Linked DNA regions of Triticum aestivum: region 2 is linked to region 1. Evidence: chromatin contacts called from public Hi-C data. All regions are on one chromosome and are shown on one strand. The core of a region is the stretch at or near the end of the contact, and the rest is flanking DNA. Distances in the headings are between cores, read along the strand shown.

Region 1 (5,359 bases), core at 1,653-4,152:
GGCATGTGACAGCTGAATATGGTGTAGACACCGGAACAAAGCCATGTATGCCAATTTGGCGAGACCTTATTTATTCATTTTGGAAAGGTTGGAGAAACCTTCCAGACGGATAGAGCGGCAGCGACATGTATTATTGCCTTCACGCGATACTTACTTAATCATGTACACTTGCAATCTGCCTGTCCTAGAATGGGAACTGGCACAACATGAAGTAGATAGATCAGTCATACAATTAGTAGCAGTAGCATTTTGCAGTTATGCTCAGAAATCTGACTGGACCAAGAAACATGGCCAGTCCAACAACACAATCAAGTCAGAATTGAGAGTAGTACCAAAGAAACTAGGATAACAGCAGCAAGAAAACAGAAGTTTCTGACAAGGAACACAAACTAGGAACATGGAAACAAAACCTATGATCTCATTTCAACACAACCGGTTTCATCCGTAGCATCAAAGTCTCATTTAGCACCAGGGAGAGAAAAAAAATTACCCATGGGGACGACACACAAACCACTCTCGGACGTAGCTGACCACACAGACCCTGAGACTACAGTTCTTTACACAGACGTTTCATCCGTTGCATACCAGAGCCCAACTTGATAATAGGATTGGGCTACAAGCTGCGTTTGTCTACAACTCTAGCAGTGCAAGCACCACCACTACAACTACGACGATCGCATCTCTGAGATCTTGCCGGTCACCACCTTCTCTTGCTGAAAGCCCTTGGGGTACACAAGCACCGAGTCGACGCACAGGCCACCTTTCGTGTGCGTGCAGTCAATCTGCGCCATCGAGAACTTCAGCTTCAGTGCCTGGCCGGGATTTGTGGAAACAAAATCGCCTGCATGGTACAGAACCCAGCTCCCGGGCTCATCCAGGTAGCATTGAGATAATGCATTCTGGCCGTCCGAGGTGGAGAGCTGGAAGCGCACCGGCTTCTTGTTCCAGCCGTGGACGTGCTCGGTGCTGCAAACACGGCGTCCAAACCGCTTGCTGAACTTCCCAAGATGAACCCTGAAGTATAAACTGTAGGTTCCCACAGGGAAGCAGAAATCGAGCTCCCCAACCACTTCAAACCACCAGATTTGCTGAAGGTATGCCACGGACTGGAACCTGCATGAGCATATTGCGTATGCATAGGTCAGATAACAATTCCGGGAACACGGCATCATGCATCCTATTTGTGTTAGAATATAATTACATTGAAAGATACTGCACAGATGTAAACATTTGCTTGAGGTATCACAGTCTGATATATTCCATAGGCACAAAGTAGGTACATATATCTACTGCCATCATTTGGAAGGACTGCGTCTACATTAGCTTTTTGATAGCGCTGATAAGATAAAAGCAATCATCACTAGCCTATGTTGAATTTATGTGTCTGCCAGAGCAGCAAGCGAATGAGCATATGTAAAACTAATCATCCACTAATAGTAGTGTGTATGTTGGGAACAGCGGACAAAATTTTCATGTTTAAATGGACAGGTGCATAATTCTCAAATGCCTCTTGTGCTCAGGGGAAGAAGCATGCAGAAGTAGGCGTGTACTATTTCCCATCTTCTACCACAAACAACGAACAGCTCAATCTCACCATTAAGTATGTTGTTGCGGCATTTAATTGCAAGTTGCAACTCAAAACATCACATCTTTCTAACACAAACTGAAAAGAATATACTGTGGTAAGTGCGAGATCGGATTTTTACCTCGATTCTGTGGTCGGCATGTGTGTCCAATATCTCCTGTCATCGATGCCAGTTATGACCAGAGCTTTGGAGGATAGCGCCATACAAACCCTACCTTTGCTCTTCTCTAGCCAAAATTCCTGCAATTACAAAGCACACAAAATATAAGCCATTTAGCACTAAAAATAGTTCTAGGCCGTAGATAAAAAGGAACCAAGGGCGTTTTCGGTGCTGAAATTGTTATAAATTTCAGAGAAAAAATAAATGAGGCATTCAGGCCCCAATTTGTGACGTATTTTCAGAAAACAAAACGTGCATACTATTTGCTACGGTAAGAAAAACATACATGAGTTCTCCCCCTTAACACTAATTAACTTTGTAACGATTCAGACATCAGACCCGGAAAAGAACAATGATTCAAGCACGACACTATTTGGTTATAGACAATCCCCTGAGGTGCACACGAAAAAAAAATCATAGACAAGCACACGGAAAGGGACCTATATTTCCTCTGGAAGAATATCTGACCTTGGTGCCGTCTTCGAAAGAGACGGGCCTGGAGAGCCTGGCGTAGATCTCCTTGGTCCCGGCCCGCCTCCGCCGGCGCCTGCCCTCCTCGCCCCCGCCCTCGACGTACCCGATCAGGTGGCGGTAGTTCTCCGGCAGCTTGGCCTCCCACACGAAGTCAGCCCCCGCGGCGCCGCGGAACGCGTGGTTGAGGCGCGCGAGTCGGCAGATCTCCGGCGCGTCGAGGCGGAGCAGCACCTGCGCGGCGCAGAGCTCCGGCAGGTCGCCCAGGCCCGCAGCACCCGGCGCAGCCTCCGCCGCCGCGCCGAAGAAAAAGCTCGAGACCCCCGCCCCCATGGCTCCTTGCCTCCTCCAGTCGCAACGACCTCAGAGGCCCGCCCCGCACACCCTTTGTAGCAGCAGATGGGAACCGAATCCCGCGCAGAAGCCGATCCCCGAATCGAAGGAGCTCCTCGATCGACCAGCACCCGATTCCGCGCCCGTAATGGAAGCTCGCGATCACGCCCGCCCGCGCACGAATGGAATCCTCTGGGAATTTGTTCGCCCGCTTGAGGAAAAAGCAATGCGTCGTTGGAGAAGGAAAGGGGGGAAAATAAATAAACGAACCGGAAGGACGGAGGAAGCGTCGCCGAAGGGAATAAATAGACGGCGAGCCGGGGGAAGGAAGGGGGGCGGTTAATGGGCCGTGGATAGGGTTTCATGGGCAGTTCACGCTGCCTTTCTAGTTTCCTTCTAGTTTCTACCCCCTGAAAGTGCTCGGTAATTACGCTTTTTACCTCTCGATGGACCTGTTGGTGACGCTGCGCGCCAGCGATAATATCTCGAAGGGCACGTTCGTAAATGTCGGGACCATATCGCGCCCCACTCGGGATTTAATGTTTAAACAGGTTGGATATGATGTGGATTAATTGCCGCCATTAACACGGGACGTCCGTGGACGCGGTCCGCTGCACGGGGCTGATGATGGCTGTGGGCTACCAGGGCGGTCCATGGGTACGGGCCCGTGCGGTGGGTGCAGGAGTGGCGTACAGCTGGAGGGAACGAAGCAGCCCCGTCGCGCCTGGAGACTTCCATGGCATGGCTCGCACGGACAGGTTGGCGGGATTATCTATACTTATCCAAATCCGGCTCAATTACCGCATGCACGCACGCACGCGAATCGCGAGACCGCGTTGCCACGGCACGGAGCTAAACTGGGACTAGATGGGAGTGTCGATGCCCGGCATGTCGCACACGGATTTCCTTTCTGGTTTTTTTTTTTGCGATGAATAATTTCCTTTCCGGTTTTCTAATTTAGTATTAGTACAGTAGGTACGTATATATACGCATGAAATTAGATTAAATTAGTGGGTCACGGGGTTGACGCGTTGTAGGGCGTTTGACAGTAGAGAGCATGGCTAATTGGTTATCCACTTACGCATGAAAGGAACGTTAGAAATCATGACAAATTGTTCCCAGTGTGCTTTCTATTGGTACTTTCACGAAATGTATTGACACTCCAGCACGACCGGTAAGAATTTGATCGTCAAAACTGTGTAGAACGAAGAATTGCCCCAAAAAATAGGAGGCTAAAACAGAGGAAGGCAAACTCATTATCGCTATAAGTCAGCATGATCTGTGTGTCAGTGGATCATAACTACTTTCTCCGTTCACAAATATGAGATGTTTTGGATATTTTAATATAAACTAAATACAGACTGAAATGAACGAACAAACACACTAAAACGTGACTATACATGACTGATTCAAAAAAATTAGAATATCTTATATTTGTGAGGCGGAAGTGGGGGGTGTTAATGCACACACTACTATTTGGTCCGAAATTTCGTATTTCCACCACCATGCCCCGGTCGCCGATGAGCACCTAAACACCTTGATCGCGGGATAAGCACGGGTCCGACGCTTCGTCTCGTCTTTCGGGTTATCATGATCGATCGATGAGGAGGATATAGACCTAGGGTAGGCTCACAAGCCTGACCTATACACCCTACCTAAGGTCACTATCCTAGAAGTAAGGGCACCCCAGAGATAGTAGAGAATACCAATTGAAGACGTCGAGTGCAATCCACTCGACCAGTCATATCACTCGGGTACCCCTCCTTCCCGATATCACTCGACCATACAAGAAACCACTCGACCTACTGAAGACCAGGAGTCGCACAGAACAGCAACGGTCAAGCATTCACTCCGTAGTCTTCAAAAGCATTAATAGCACTTTATAGCTGGCATTATTAGTAATGCCCTCTCTTTATGTACATTAAACTCTCTGTAACGGGGGATGGCTGGGTCCTGGGGCACTCTATATAAGCCACCCCCTTCCTCCGGCACAAGGGTTCGCACCCCCTGTAACACACACGCATACTATAATTCAGTCGACCGCCCCCGGGCACCGAGACGTAGGGCTTTTACCTCCTCCGAGAGGGGCCTGAACTCGTAAACACTTGCGTACAACCTCACCGTAGCTAGGGCCTTGCCTCCTCATATGTAACCCCTACTCTTACTGTCAGTCTTAGTACCACGACAGTTGGCGCCCACCGTGGGGCAAAGCGTCTTAACGACTTCTGGCGAGGTTGCATTTTCTTCAGTCTTCATCAACATGGTTTCCGGCGGCAGTTTGATCATGGGCCGCGAGTTCCGACTCGGCGCGCTCACTTTCGTTGCCGACGACTCGGCCTGGCTCCAGGAGGCCCCCCTCGACGTCGAGGCACTGCCGATTCGAGGTTTGTCGCACTTCCGCGCGAGTGCCCGTGGCGTCCTCCTCCGGTAGCCGTTGACCCCGTACCAGTCGACGCCCGTGTTGACCTCTCCCTCCGCCGGATGCCGCTGTCGGTGTCAAAACTGGCGGATCTCGGGTAGGGGGTCCCGAACTGTGCGTCTAAGGCTAATGGTAACAGGAGCCAGGGGACACGATGTTTTACCCAGGTTCGTGCCCTCTCGATGGAGGTAATACCCTACTTCCTGCTTGATTGATCTTGATGATATGAGTATTACAAGAGTTGATCTACCACGAGATCGTAGAGGCTAAACCCTAGGAGCTAGCCTATGATTCTGATTGTTCTTGTCCTACGGACTAAACCCTCCGGTTTATATAGACACCGAAGGAGGTTAGGGTTACACAGAGTCGGTTACAAAGAAGGAGATCTAAT
Region 2 (5,359 bases), core at 790-3,289, 210 kb after region 1:
AATAGATGAATCTGAGATTATGTGATGCATATCGTATAATCATGCCCACGGATACTTGAGGTGACAATGGAGTATTTAGGTGACATTAGAGTTTTGGTTGATTTATGTCTTAAGGTGTTATTCTAATACGAACTCTAGGATAGATCAAACGGAAAGAATAGTTTCGTGCTATTTTACTATTGACTCTTGAATAGATCGATCAGAAAGGATAACTTTTAGGTGGTTTCGTACCCTACAATAATCTCTTCGTTTGTTCTCCGCTATTAGTGACTTTAGAGTGACTCTTTGTTGCATGTTGAGGGATAGTTATATGATTCAGTTATATTATTATTGTTGAGAGAACTTGCACTAGTGAAAGTATGAACCCTAGGCCTTGTTTCCTAGCATTGCAATACCATTTACGCTCACTTTTACCACTTCTTACCTTGCTCTTTTTATATTTTCAGATTACAAAAACCTATATCTACCATCCATATTGCACTTGTATCACCATCTCTTCGCCGAACTAGTGCACCTATATAATTTACCATTGTATTGGGTGTGTTGGGGATACAAGAGACTCTTTGTTATTTGGTTGCAGGGTTGTTTGAGAGGGACCATCTTCATCCTATGCCTCCCACGGATTGATAAACCTTAGGTCATCCACTTGAGGAAAATTTGCTACTGTCCTACAAACCTCTGCACTTGGAGGCTCAACAACGCCTACAAGAAGAAGGTTGTGTAGTAGACATCATTTAGCCATTACGATCTCGAGGTGGATCAACTCTTGTAACCCTTATACACATCAAAGTCAATCAAGCAGGAAGTTGGGTATTACCTCCATTAAGAGGGCCCAAACCTTGATAAACATCGTGTCCCCTGCCTCATGTTACCTTCGATCCTTAGACGCACAGTTCGGGACCCCCTACTCGAGATCTGCCGGTTTTGACACCGACAGCAGCGCGACGCTCGATCTCCTGGCGTTGGGCACGACCGTTTGTCGGGACCGGCGGGATCGGCACCCGGTCGGCAGAGAGATGCCAGTTGTTGGGGATGTGTGCGTTGCTCCAGGGGAGCGGCGTCCTCGTCTCCCAATAACGCCGGCATACATCCACGCCGATGTAGTGCCGGTCGCGCTCGCCGGCGGCCGTGGGTGCGATGGAGAATGCGGGCGGCGTGGGGGCCCGACGCGGTGGTGATGCAGGCTCCTCTTTGATGTCGCGGCCGCGACGGCCCAAGGACGAGCGAGCCTCGCGTTCGTGCTTCCCCTTGCGGCCGGTGTTCCAGAACCCCATGGCTACGAGGCGGCCGACCGGCGACATCAAGGACGGGAAGAGGGAGAGCTAGGCTAGGGTTTGGCCATGTCGGGTTTCGAGGAGGTAGCACGAGCTCGAGTGGGGAGTGTGGACGGCAACCAATCCACGGTTTTCCATTTAAGAAGGACGACGACCGTTCGCTGGGCGGATGACATGTGGGGCCGACCGCGTGTGCGCATTAATGTCGAATGGTGGGGAGGTAGGTGGCCGCGTGCCATGTGGCCCCGACGCGGACGAGCGAGACGTCCGTTTGCTGTCCGCCTCGACCTAAACCACGCGCATGTTTGCGTTCGAAATGGGTCAGCCCGGACCCAAAACGGACCTGATGGGTACAGGTCGTCGCACGCTGGACCGTCTGGTTTGTCCGTTTTTTCCTAAACGGACGGGGCCAGACCGGATGGGGTCGCGCGATGAAATTAGCGTGACGTCGAGATCGCCAGCTAGGTTTTGCAACCTTAGCCAGCTTGACAGCGTCACAAACAAGCCCCATGCATGAGCCTCGCTCGCTGCTGCCAGCGTCCCTCGCATGCACAAATATCCCAAAATATCACAGAATTACAGTCAGCACTGGGCGTGGACGAGAGCTTTTGGAGACGTGCAAGGTTTTTGTAGGGATTAGCTTAGCATAGGGTTGATGATGCCATGTTGATGGCTCGATATGTTTAAGCGTTGACCATACCGGACACAATAATTTACCCAAGAAGAAGTAAAACTAGGCCGCTGAACAGATCAGACAAGTGAAAGTTGATTGAGCTGTGGGAACTGACCGGATCGCCGACAGGCGGCTGTTCGATCTCGGCGGCCACAACCCGGATGTATACTTATCTAGCACTCGTAGTTCGGGATCCATCCGTGCAGGGCTCATTGCCTTGAGCTGACCGCGTCATTGTCAGCTGACTCAGCTCCAACGCAGCACGGCGTACGACAGGAGACAGTTTTTTTTTTCTTTTTTTGCGGGAAACGACGGGAGACAGTTGATGTTGGTGGTTTTGTCCATCTGGATTTCGCGTGGGCGCACAACAGCGCCCAGAGCCAATGGTTTTTCTCCTGGCGGCTCAAACCTAGCCACCGTGAGGAGAGACCAATCTTCCAGCGTCGTCTTCCGACGGCTCCCCTTTGCCGGCGACCTAGGTCGTCGGTGGTGAGGAGGTCGCCGGATTCACGTGTGTGGATTGTTTTTACTCCCTCATAGTCTAGGTTTTTTAGGTTGTTCATCGTCTTTGCTTCGGCGGAATGATGAGAGCGCTGAATAAAGATTCTTTTGGATCCTTCCTTGACAAGGCCATCGGTCCTATGGTTGGGGATACATTTGAAAACCAGTCTGTTCAAGTAAGGATGACGTGACGGCGGAGGCATCCTCATGGTGGACCTATGTCCTCAGGCTCCGCCGTTGCGACGACGTTTGCTCCAGCGTCGGCGCGGAGCTTGGGAGGTAGTCCAGGAGCGGATGCAGATTGTGGTCTGCATCGACGACATCTGCAAGACGGAACATATGCTGGGTTCGTGGTTCGTGGATGGCAGGTAAGATTTTCTTCTGCGGCGTCTTAGTCGCGGTGGGGTGCAAAGATCTGGAGTTGGATGGCGTGTCCGGGGTGTTGCCCCGGTCTAATTCATTCAACGGTAAGGGCTTCACTTTTGGTGAGCCACCTTAAAGATCCGCAAAGTTGCATATCAGCGATGGAGCCGCTCGAGCTCGGGTGAGGAGGTGGTTCATCATTCTTTTCTTTGGTGACTGCTGTTGTGGTGCCGGAGGCAGGTGATGGGCGTTGGTTTCAGGCTCAGAGAAGTTTTACTATCTTTTCAGTTTTGTCATGTCGATCTTTACGTGACTTGTACTTTAATCTTTATGATATGAATGAGACACGTATTATCATGAAAAAAAAAGATTTCCCATGGGCGCGTGGCTCCATGTGCCAATGAACTCATCAGTGACAACATAGCACTAGTGTTCGGCACATGATTATACTATAACCTAACCTAACGCAGAGGCAGAGTAGTAGTGTACGTATAATCTACTCCCGCGTGGTGCTAACATGTGGTGTGGATATACAGTATCGATATGCGCTCCTGCTTTTCGAGCAACCATACTCACGTCGATCGCCACTGAGCACATGAACTACACCATTAGTAAACACACAGCTAGCTAGCTAGCAGCGTGGTGGTCAATTGGTCATCCAGAATTAACGTAGTGCGTAGCTGGTGCGATTCGCCAAATTATACATAGCCGAGGGAAGTGAGCGGCGCAGTCGGTGCCGCCGCGGTGAGCGCCCGTGGCAGTCCCGTCACACAGCCGAGCGGTGAACGTCGATCCATCCATCTTAGGCGGGCGCCACCAGCGCCATGCAAGTTGACACGGCTGCACGCATCATACCGAACGACAGGATAGCTAGATAGGCACGGCACGGGACGCCGACACAACACAGGCCGATGATGATAAGGAGGTCGACGAGGGATCGGATAGCCTCGCCCGCATCACAGGCTGAGACTGAGAGCTGGTAGAGGTACGGCTTGTTTGGCCCGCCGGGTGCGTGCGGCTGGCGACGTTCAAGGCCTCGCGATCGTCGTACGTACGTATCGCCCCGGACCCGTATCCAGCCAGCCAGCCGCTCGAGTCAAGTCGATGATGGGGGACCTTTCGCTGGCTGTTTCGTCGAGGAGCGTTGGATAGGGGTGGGCGTTGGCGGCTAGGCCCGAACCGTGCGTGTCGACGAGCGGTGCCGCCGGTGGATTAATTCCGCCTGTCGTCCTTGCCCGTCTTGATCGCTCATGGGACCGGTCGGGCACGTTTCGGGAGAGAGCTCAAGTGGTCACAACTGCAACGGTTTATCGCCACAATCAACTCAGACACTTTCGGAACAGTCACAGCTCTACCGCATTCTATCGTGGGCACGTTTTGTACTGCAGCGAGACAAGGGAGGCGTGCCTGTTCACGTTTCATGTCAATCTTGATGACTTGCTGATCTACTCTGGATTTGTACTCCAGGACCAAAAGATTCATACGAGGGAACAATAGAGCCATCTCCCAAACCAAAAGATTCTGGCCTGCACCACAAATGGTTTTGATCTTCTTCTCTCTTTTTTTTTTTGAGAAAATTGTGTGAGCTTTTTGTTTATTTGGACATTAAGACCGATACAAGTTGGGTCATGCGGGAAAATGAGCCACAAGTGGCGACCCCGATCAAGCAACACAGAGTGTTTGGCAAGGTTGTGCGCATCAATATTCAATGCTCTACTTTCACAAATAAAACTACAACTCGTTTGCGAGACATCTGCCCATAATAGATTCTTGTAAAATAAGGAGTACAATTTTGTTGTTTGCAGTAGTAATGGGCTAATGGCAAGAACCTCTAAAAGAAAGTAGTAATGACGAGACCACTTATTTGTCGTCTTTAGAATTGAATCAAATAGTTCAGGAAAAGCAGGTTCACCTGCATGGCGGTCGGCCCAGTTTAGCGCGGTGCGTTCATTCACTTTTCTGTGATTTTTCATGGTCTTGCTCCATTTTTTATTGGTTTATTGCTTTTATATATAAGAACTAATCTTTTGTCACATAATGTAAAAATACTGACATGATGTATTTATAATGTTTGAACATTTTTCAAAGGTGGACGAATAGTTTTATAAATAAATGTCTTTCAAAATGCGTGGACATATTTTAAACTGCATGAATACTTTTTTGTAAAAAAATCATCACGTGTTTAAAATATGTTCACCATGAATTAAAAAAAATGTCCATAATTTCGTCCTTTAGGTTGAAAATGTTCATCATAGAATTAAGAAAATACCATGCTATATTAAGAAATATTCGTAGTGTACTGAAAAAAAAATCATTGTGCATTCAAAACATCTTCACCTGTATTACAAAAAGTGCTCACCTTTTAGTGTTTGAAAAAATGTTCATGTATGAGCAATAAAAAATTATTTTACTAATTAAATAGAAAGTAAAAATATACTTGAGGGTGCAAAACTACCCTAAATAACCAAGCAAAGGAATGAAGGGTGGTTTCATTCTTCTTCTTTTAGCAATAATTCATCATCATCAGGAATGACATAAGTAATTTATA

What was found. Hi-C and Micro-C count contacts between places; a contact is called where the count stands out from the background.
Region 2: a Hi-C map of leaf shows a contact between it and region 1, with 5 times the contacts expected there. The contact joins the enhancer-like site here to the promoter of LOC123123987 in region 1. A contact is called at or near these places in 3 of 5 Hi-C or Micro-C datasets (leaf and an unstated tissue).

The regions. Positions count from the first base shown.
Region 1 is chr1B:359,407,642-359,413,000 of IWGSC CS RefSeq v2.1, forward strand. It overlaps LOC123123987 (F-box protein PP2-A13), which reads right to left and starts at 2,903. Exons shown (of 3, transcript XM_044544669.1): 1 at 2,214-2,903; 2 at 1,707-1,825; 3 at 399-1,113. The coding sequence starts at 2,549. The coding sequence ends at 666.
Region 2 is chr1B:359,620,907-359,626,265 of IWGSC CS RefSeq v2.1, forward strand. No RefSeq gene overlaps it. Among protein-coding and RNA genes, the nearest start is that of LOC123123987, 210 kb to the left of the region's middle. Within about 2 kb of position 2,040, at least 1 of the 8 cell types and tissues checked has an H3K27ac peak or open chromatin away from gene starts, as enhancers often do.